Linked DNA regions of Mustela erminea: region 1 is linked to region 2. Evidence: chromatin contacts called from public Hi-C data. All regions are on one chromosome and are shown on one strand. The core of a region is the stretch at or near the end of the contact, and the rest is flanking DNA. Distances in the headings are between cores, read along the strand shown.

Region 1 (3,904 bases), core at 668-3,167, 180 kb before region 2:
TTTTAAGATTTTACTTATTTATTTGTCAGAGAGAGAGCACAAGCAGGGGGAGCGGCAGGCAGAGGGAGAAGCAGGCTCTTGGGTGAGCAAGGAGCCCGATGTAGGACTCGATTCCAGGACCCCGAGATCATGACCTGAGCCAAAGGCAGATGCTTAACCGACTGAGCTACCCAGGCGTCCCACTTAAGAGCCTTTCTCTCCTGTTCCCTCTGCCCCTGGCGTGCTGTCCCTCTATTTCTAAAATAAAACTAAACCAAACACCCCCCCCCAAAATACCCCTGCATGCAGTTTGGGGGGCAACTCTGTGCAAGTTGAAGTCAATATGTAGGGCCTGATTCTCCCCAAAGATTTCTGTAAAGAAAACACTACACAGATATGCCCCAGTGGGAAGCTTTTGAGAAATGATCAATTTTCAGGCTTTCTGATGGCAAGGAAAACACCTTTTCTCTCTTTGCACTACTCTCCTCGAGCAAGACAAGACGGATGGTGGGGAAAAGAGGAGAGAGAGAAGAAGGGGGAACAGGGCCTCACAAGCAACTAAGCTCTCCTGTTCTGCCCAGAACTGTTTGGCGTGGGGAGGAGGGGGTTGAGGCACACAAAGAGCAGGTCAGGAGCACAGCTTCACCTTTAAAGCCAAAGAGACGGAGACAATGGGCTAGGAAAGCCAGCAGGCATCCGGGGTATATGGGAATTCTTTGCACTGTTCTTGCAATGCTCAGTTTTCAAAATAAAAAGTTAAAAAACATGCCTTCTCAGAGTCTCTCATCTCATCTCTATCTAATGTAAAGACATTCCTCAACCTGCAAACTTTTTTCTTTTCAAAGCTTTTATTTTGGGGGCTCCTGGGTGGCTCAGTTGGTTAAGCACCTGACTTCAGCTCACGTCATGATCTCAGGGTCTTGGGTTGAGTCCTGCTCGCAGCAGGGAATCTGCTTCCTCTCCCTCTTCCTATGCCCCTTACCCTGCCCCGATCTCTCTCTAATAAATAAATAAAACCTTATTTGTTTGTTTATTTGAGTGATAGAGAGCACAAGAGGGGAGAAGGTCAGTGGGAAAAGCACACTCCCTGTGGAGCTGGAAACCTGATGCAGGACTGGATACTGGTACTCTTCGGGATCATGACCTGAGCCAAAGGCAGTGACTTAACCAACAGAGCCACCCAGCTGCCCAATAAATAAAATCTTTTAAAAAAAATTACTTTTAAGTTATTTCTATACCGAACATGGGGCTTGAATCCACAACCCCAAGGTCAAGAGTTGCATTCTCTACCAGTTGAGCCAGCCAGGCACCCCTGTAAAACTTAAGTTGAGAAACTCAGAATTCTAACTACAAAATCAATAACCCTACAAATCAGAAGCCTCACCAGCATCTCTCTCCAGCAGAGGGCACTAAAGTAGTGGCTTTCAAGCTGGGCTTCCTTTCAGAATCTCCTGGAAGCTTTGCGTCAAGTCCAAAGGGACACCATTGAAAAGTCCTCTATTCATGAACTTGCCACTTACAAAGCTGCAATGTGTAAGCTTGGGTAGGGCCAGCCTTTTAGACAGCAGATCGATTAAATAGGCATCTGATGTTTTGGGGAGAAGCCAGAGACCTTTATAGCTAGATTCCCACCTAGTGTTGGGGAGAATCCTGTGCTATCTTGTCATTAATATTCCTAAGATAAAGAGAGCAAAGAACCCCCAGGAAAGTGCTTTGGTATTCAGCCTCCTAAACAGCCCTGTACAGATTTTCAGTTAAAGGACTGTGGTTGGGCTGAGTGAGGCAGTCAGTCCCTCTGTTGGGTTTGAGGAGCATCTTATTCTTCAAGCCACCAGCAGGGGGAGCGATACACCAAGTCGGCGGATGCAAACTGTCCCTTCCAGCTTGGCTGTAGAGAAACAGGTGGAAATGCTGAATCACCAGGCTGAGCTGCTTGACCAAGCCTGGGTCACACCGCTATCATTTCCTGATCTGATCACTTCCCTGCATTCCGGACCGGGCTGTGAGCTCTGACCGTGTCTGATTTACCTTCAGTCTGGAGAGTCCTGTACACAGTGCCCAACACAGGAAGGCAAATATTAACTATTGTTGCTGTTTTTGGCAGCCGATGAATGAATCTTCTCCAGACTGACCGGATGTTGTCATTCACTGGGACTGCCAAAAGGCTGAGACGCTCTTCCCTTCCTTGGGTCCCTCACGGGGCACCTGAGACATTTTGTTTTGGGCAGAACACCCTTCCTTCGTGAAGACGCCTACGTTGGAGAAATCCATCCTCCACCTGCATCTTTCCTACCCATCTCCAAATCCACAGAAAACCACTGTCACCGCAGACCGCTGGCCGCCCCCAACCTGGGGTGCGCCCAGACCAGGCGGTGAGGGACTCACACTCCGGCGGGCACAAGTGGCTGAAACTTCCACTGTTCCTCCTCACAGTCCAGGAAGAGCCGGTTCATGATCTTGTTCTTCTCCTCAGGGGGTATGAAGTTCTCGATGATCAGGTACCTGGGAGCAGGAATGAGGTAGAGATGGGAAACTGGGGAGGGAGAGACCACAGGGGGCACGCGAGGGTTGGAGCAAGATGTCAAGAGGCAAGTCAAAAGGGAACAGAGGAGACGGAAAATCCGGACAGCTGGAGAAGTGAGGATCCCTACAGCAATCACAGAACTTGAAACCCCTGTTTCTGGGGCAAAGACTGTGGACTCAGGGCCCAAGGGGTCACTCCTGGCCAGTACCCAGCATGCACTTCGGGAGACTCATCGCTGCGGCCGGGCAGAGGAAGGAGAAGGAAACAGGCAGTATAAGCAACTCGTCCTCCCCCCTCAGACACATTTTATTCCTAAGGGATGTGGACTCCTGGGGGAGTAGACGGCTGGAACGAGGCCTTGAGGAAGGAATAAGCCCTCAGAGAGAGGCCAGGTAGTGATGGACAGCGGAGGACCAGCAATGGGAAGAGGAGGGGGCCCTACTTGAGCTTGAGCTCCCGGGTCTGCTCATTCTGCGCCTCCTCCAGGTCCTGCCGAACGCGGATGTACTCGTCGTGCTGGTCCTGGATCTCTGCCTTCACCGCCTGCAGCTTGGCGTAGAGCTGTGCGGGGACAGGCGCCGCTCAGAGGCTGCGCCGTGGGGTGGCGAGGCCCCTGTCTCCCGGCCCAGACCCCGATGCTGCAGGCTCAGGCTCCACCAGCTGAGTCCAGGGCGAGGCCCCTGCCTCCTCCCTCCTGCCCTACCACAGATGAGGGCGGGTTTTTCAAAGGGCCACCCTGTCCCTCCTCCCCTAGGACCTGTTACCTGCTCCCTCTCCGAGGCTGTCACCTTGTGGAAAACTGAAAGGGACCCGAGAGACATTTTAGTCCCAACACCCTCTTTTGGTAGAGGAGGTGACTCAGGGACACAGTTGCTCAAGGTCACACCACTAGTTACAAGAAGAGTCCGGGTCAGGACCCAAGTACAGAACTGCCGTGCCGGAGTCCTGGAGGGAAGGGGGCCTAAGCCAGTTTGGAAGGTGACCTGTCCCACTCCTGCCTCTCCAGGATCATGATCTGGCTTTCCTGGAGCGATCCCGCTCCTAACCCGCCAAGAGGAAGATACGTCCCTGGAAACTGCCACTGCAGCTGGGCCTCCTCCTGGCCTGCTCTGGGCCACTCACATCAGCAACCCAGAGGGTTTTCCAGGTTCTTCCCAGAATCTGGGCTGGAATTTGCCGCTTCCTGTCCCTGTCCACGCCCTTCCCTGGCCCTGGACTTTGCAGGGTTCCGGAGATCAGTTTCATTCCTTCCTGTGTCTACAGAGGCCTGTGGCTCCCCTCCAGAGATCCCCCAGGCTTGCGTCTCCTCAGGCCTCCTTGACACTCCTGTCCTGGGCCTGGCTACCCAACCGTGACTCGCTGGTGACACTGCGCAGGGAAAGTTACCCACCGCTGTCAGGA
Region 2 (3,845 bases), core at 897-3,396:
TCTAGATCCAACTACCAATTTATAGGAAATCTGAGGACAGAGGAACATCATGAACTACATCAGTCAGCAAACTCCAGCCTGGTAAATGTGTCAGGACAACTGAGCCAGTCTCTTCAATTAAATTTCAGTGGAGGGAGAGTGAGAGATTACAAATGAATCAAAGACTGGGAAAAAAAAAAAAAAAAGAGGCAAAACTAAACTACAGTGTATTTTGGGAACTACAGAGAATATAAAGAAAATTAAGGAAATGATTAAAAGTCATAATAGGGATATTCTTAGCAGGGAGGGAGGAGTTATAAATGGTAGGGCATTGGGCTCCTGGGTGGCTCAGTTGGGTAAGTGTCCCACTCTTGGTTTCTGCTGAGGTCATGGGATCGAGCCATGCATCTGGCTCCAGGCTCAGCACAGAGCCTGCTTCAAGATTTTGTCTCGGATCCTGCCTTTGGCTCTGGTCATGATCTCAGGGTTCTGGGATCTTGTCCCAGAACTGGGGCTTCTTGCTCAGCTGGGAGCCTGCTTCTCCCTCTGCCTACTGCTTCGCTCTGCTCATGCTCTGACAAATAAATAAAATCTTAAAAAAAAAAAAAATTGTCTCTTGCTCTCTCTGTCCTTCCTCCCATAAATAAATAAATAAATAAATAAATAAATAAATAAATCTTTTAAGTTGTAAAGGGCACATGGAGGGATATTCAGGGATAGCAAAATCTGGCACGGATGTTTACAAGGGGGTTTGCCTTATAACAATTCATTCATCTGCACATTGGTGTTAGGGGTTTTACAGGGTGTATTATCTTTAATCATAAAGGACTCTGTGTGGGTTTCATATTACATTGGGTAGCTCACAACCTCTAGGACCAAAGGACGAGTTTTAGAGGCTGTGCGGTCAAGACCACTGTTCAAATCAGGCTTAGCAGAATTGGTCTACTGAGGCCGGACGGCTCCTGCGGCTGAACGTTGTGCCCCAGCCATGGTTACTGCCGCCTCTGAGAACAGTATGGCTGCCACCGATGCCAAACTCCTTGCCAAGGTCGGAACCGCGCAGCCCCGGCTTCTTTCAGTAGCTTTTGCTGCGATGTCTAAGATGGTTCAGTTGGTTGGTGACGCCCAGAGCGCATGCCCGTGCCCCAGAGGTGGGGGAATGGTCAGTGACCCATTGAGAGAGTCTTGCGTGCCGCTTCCATAGCGTGGGGTGGGCTCTGACTCTCGGCGGGGGCTTCAGGTGCTGGGTGGGGTGACACATGCTCCCACGCCGGTGATGTTCGAACCTTACCGCGCATCAGAATCACCGAGGAAGCGCTTTAAAAATACCAACGCCAAGGTTGCACCCAGCCCGATTAACGCAGTATGGGCTGAGACTGGAGTGTGAGCGGTTTTTTGTTGATGAACCAGTGCCTACACCCTTGAGCTGGTTCCGATGAGCCACAGCGGAGTCACCTGGGAGCTTGTTAGAAACGCAGAGTCTCGGCACCCACGGACGGCCCTTCTGAATCAGAATCTGCCTTTAAATCGAAGTCCCAGGCGATGCTTAGTGCGCATGTCCCAGCTTGAGGAGGGCTGAGTCCGACTCGAACTCCAAGGCCAGCCCCAGGCTCCCCAGCAAGGGCATTGCGCTCCCCTGCAGGGAAGGATTCCCGATTCTCCCCACCGCCGAGAGCACTTTTGACCGACGTCTCCACCGGGCGTAACTGCCGACTTCCTTGGTTGCCAGTAGTTGTCTTCTGCAGGCTCATGTCCTTCCCACTCTGGAGGGCAGGGACCCTCGTGCCCTTTGTGTTTCCACGGCGCTAAGTGCGCTGCTGCCCACGCGGCAAGCGTCCGGGACACGCGGTAAGTGACGCGGTGACTTCCCTTCGGTTTCTTTCGCTCCACTCCCTGAGCCGGAGCTGCGCTGGCCTCCTGGTGCCCCCTGCCGCCTTCATGCACGCGCAGGTGCATTACAATTTGAAGGCAACTTTGAATATGATTTTTAAAAGAATAAGAATTTTAAAATTCAAGCCTAGGGCCTGTTCCGGATACAGGACAGATGGGTTGACTCCTGTGACTCTCAATTCCCTTTTCTCCAGAAGCGGGGCTAGAAAGCACTCCGAGCCTCAGTTCAGCGTAAATACCTACGTCGCTCTTTCCCCTCTGCGGGATTAACCAAGATCGAACACTTTTAACTCTTCCGGGTTGGCCCGGTAGCTGGGGGACATCTATAAATTAAATATAGAGTCACTGGGCCACCTTGTGACCATTTCTGAGAACTGCATGTCTTCATTGGGTCACAAGAAACTTCCTAGAGCCCGTCAGTCTGGAGATCCCATCCTGTAGGATTTTTTTTTTTTTTTAAGATTTTTTATTTATTTGAGAGAAAGATCACAGGTAGGCGGAGCAGCAGGCAGAGAGGGGGAAGCAGGTTCTCCGCTGAGCAGAGAGCCTGATTAGGGGCTGGATTTCAGGACCCCAAGATCATGACCTGAGGGGAAGGCAGAGGCTTAACCCACTGAGCCACCCAGGCACCCCATCCTATAGGATTTCTGGTAAGCAGAGCCAGGCAAAATTAAGTGGGAGATACAGGCTTCCAGTTACAAGACGGTAAGTCTTGGGAATAAAAGGCACAGCTTAGGGCATATAGTCAACAACATTGTCATAGCGCTGCATGGTGACAGATGGGAGCTACACACCTGCGGTGAGCATAGCATAACGTATAGATTTCCAGAATCACCATGTTGTACTTCTGAAACTAATGTAACATTTTGTGTCAACTATACTATAAAATGTTCAAAGGCAGGCAATCTGTGAGAATTAAAAGATTTATTAATGCAAATACTGAACCTAAGTCTTCTAAAAACGGGAGATGGGCAACAGCTGGAGGGGAATCTCCTAGAGCGGAAGTTACAAGCTCACCGTTTTCCAAGAGGAGCGCCGGTAAGAAGTGAGCAATTTTGCCCTGAATCCAAGAGTTCCAGGATGTAGGGCCACCAGGTACCACTGAGATGGCAGGTGTGAGACAGTAGACAAACGTGGGACCAGTAGGAAGTCTCTGTAAGAGGTCCTGGGTGCCCCGGGTGTACCTGATCATCGCTTGTAGCCAGGAGGTACTGCCACCCCTCCTGAACGTTTAGGAGCTGCAGAAATGGAACAAGAGGGGCTCCACACTCAACGGCACCAGGCAGACAGAGGGAAAGGTGGGGTGAGGCACGAGGTCCACAGCAGCGGGTTCAGTGAACGGCTACTTCTTGAATGATGGCTTCCTCAGATTCTCTCCGCCTTCCCCCCTCCCTTCCCCCGGTTTTGGCCTCCAGACGTAGGTACCCAGGCAGAAGATTAGGAAGGTCTCTGGAAAACCTGGCTCAAGAGAAAAGAGCGACCAACCGTGTCACTTGGAGGTACACCAACTAAAAGTTCAGCTCCCTGCGGATGGTGCCATGCTGAAGGTTTCTAGTCACCAAGTCAGACGCACATATGTCAAGTTTCCAAATCTACCTAAAACCTCTGTGAAACCAAACAGGAGAAACGTAGACAGTAAAAATGCACATACGTGATACCCAGACTGTACAGATACCTGCCTTCAATCAGATACCCAGATCTGTGTGGTGACGTAAAAGAAGAAAACAGCTAACAAAGAAACAAGAAAAGGAAATTTAAAAACTGCAAAAACCAAAGAGAAACCTCAAACCCACTGTAATGAATGAATGTCATGTAATGAATATACGTGGGTAGGACATGATATTGAATCCATAAAGCAAGAACACGATGCAGGGGCATCCGGCTGGCTCAGTCGGTAGAGCGTGCAACTCTTGATCTTGGGGCTAAGTTCCATGCCAGAGTGGGGGTAGAGGTCACTTAAGTAAAAAGAGGTGCGC

The links. Hi-C and Micro-C count contacts between places; a contact is called where the count stands out from the background.
Region 1: a Hi-C map of spleen shows a contact between it and region 2, with 11 times the contacts expected there. The contact joins two enhancer-like sites. A contact is called at or near these places in 2 of 3 Hi-C or Micro-C datasets (fibroblasts and spleen).

The regions. Positions count from the first base shown.
Region 1 is chr7:121,710,889-121,714,792 of mMusErm1.Pri, reverse strand. It overlaps KIF3C (kinesin-like protein KIF3C), which reads right to left. Exons shown (of 8, transcript XM_032353109.1): 4 at 2,946-3,064; 5 at 2,365-2,481. Among named protein-coding and RNA genes, the nearest start is that of KIF3C, 26 kb to the right of the region's middle. Within about 2 kb of position 1,917, the one cell type or tissue checked has open chromatin away from gene starts, as enhancers often do. A contact at or near this core is called in fibroblasts, where this site is marked.
Region 2 is chr7:121,536,077-121,539,921 of mMusErm1.Pri, reverse strand. It overlaps LOC116596413, which reads right to left. Exons shown (of 8, transcript XM_032353714.1): 6 at 3,054-3,107; 7 at 2,887-2,970; 8 at 2,136-2,192. The coding sequence ends at 2,136. Among named protein-coding and RNA genes, the nearest start is that of GAREM2, 20 kb to the right of the region's middle. Within about 2 kb of position 2,146, the one cell type or tissue checked has open chromatin away from gene starts, as enhancers often do. A contact at or near this core is called in fibroblasts, where this site is marked.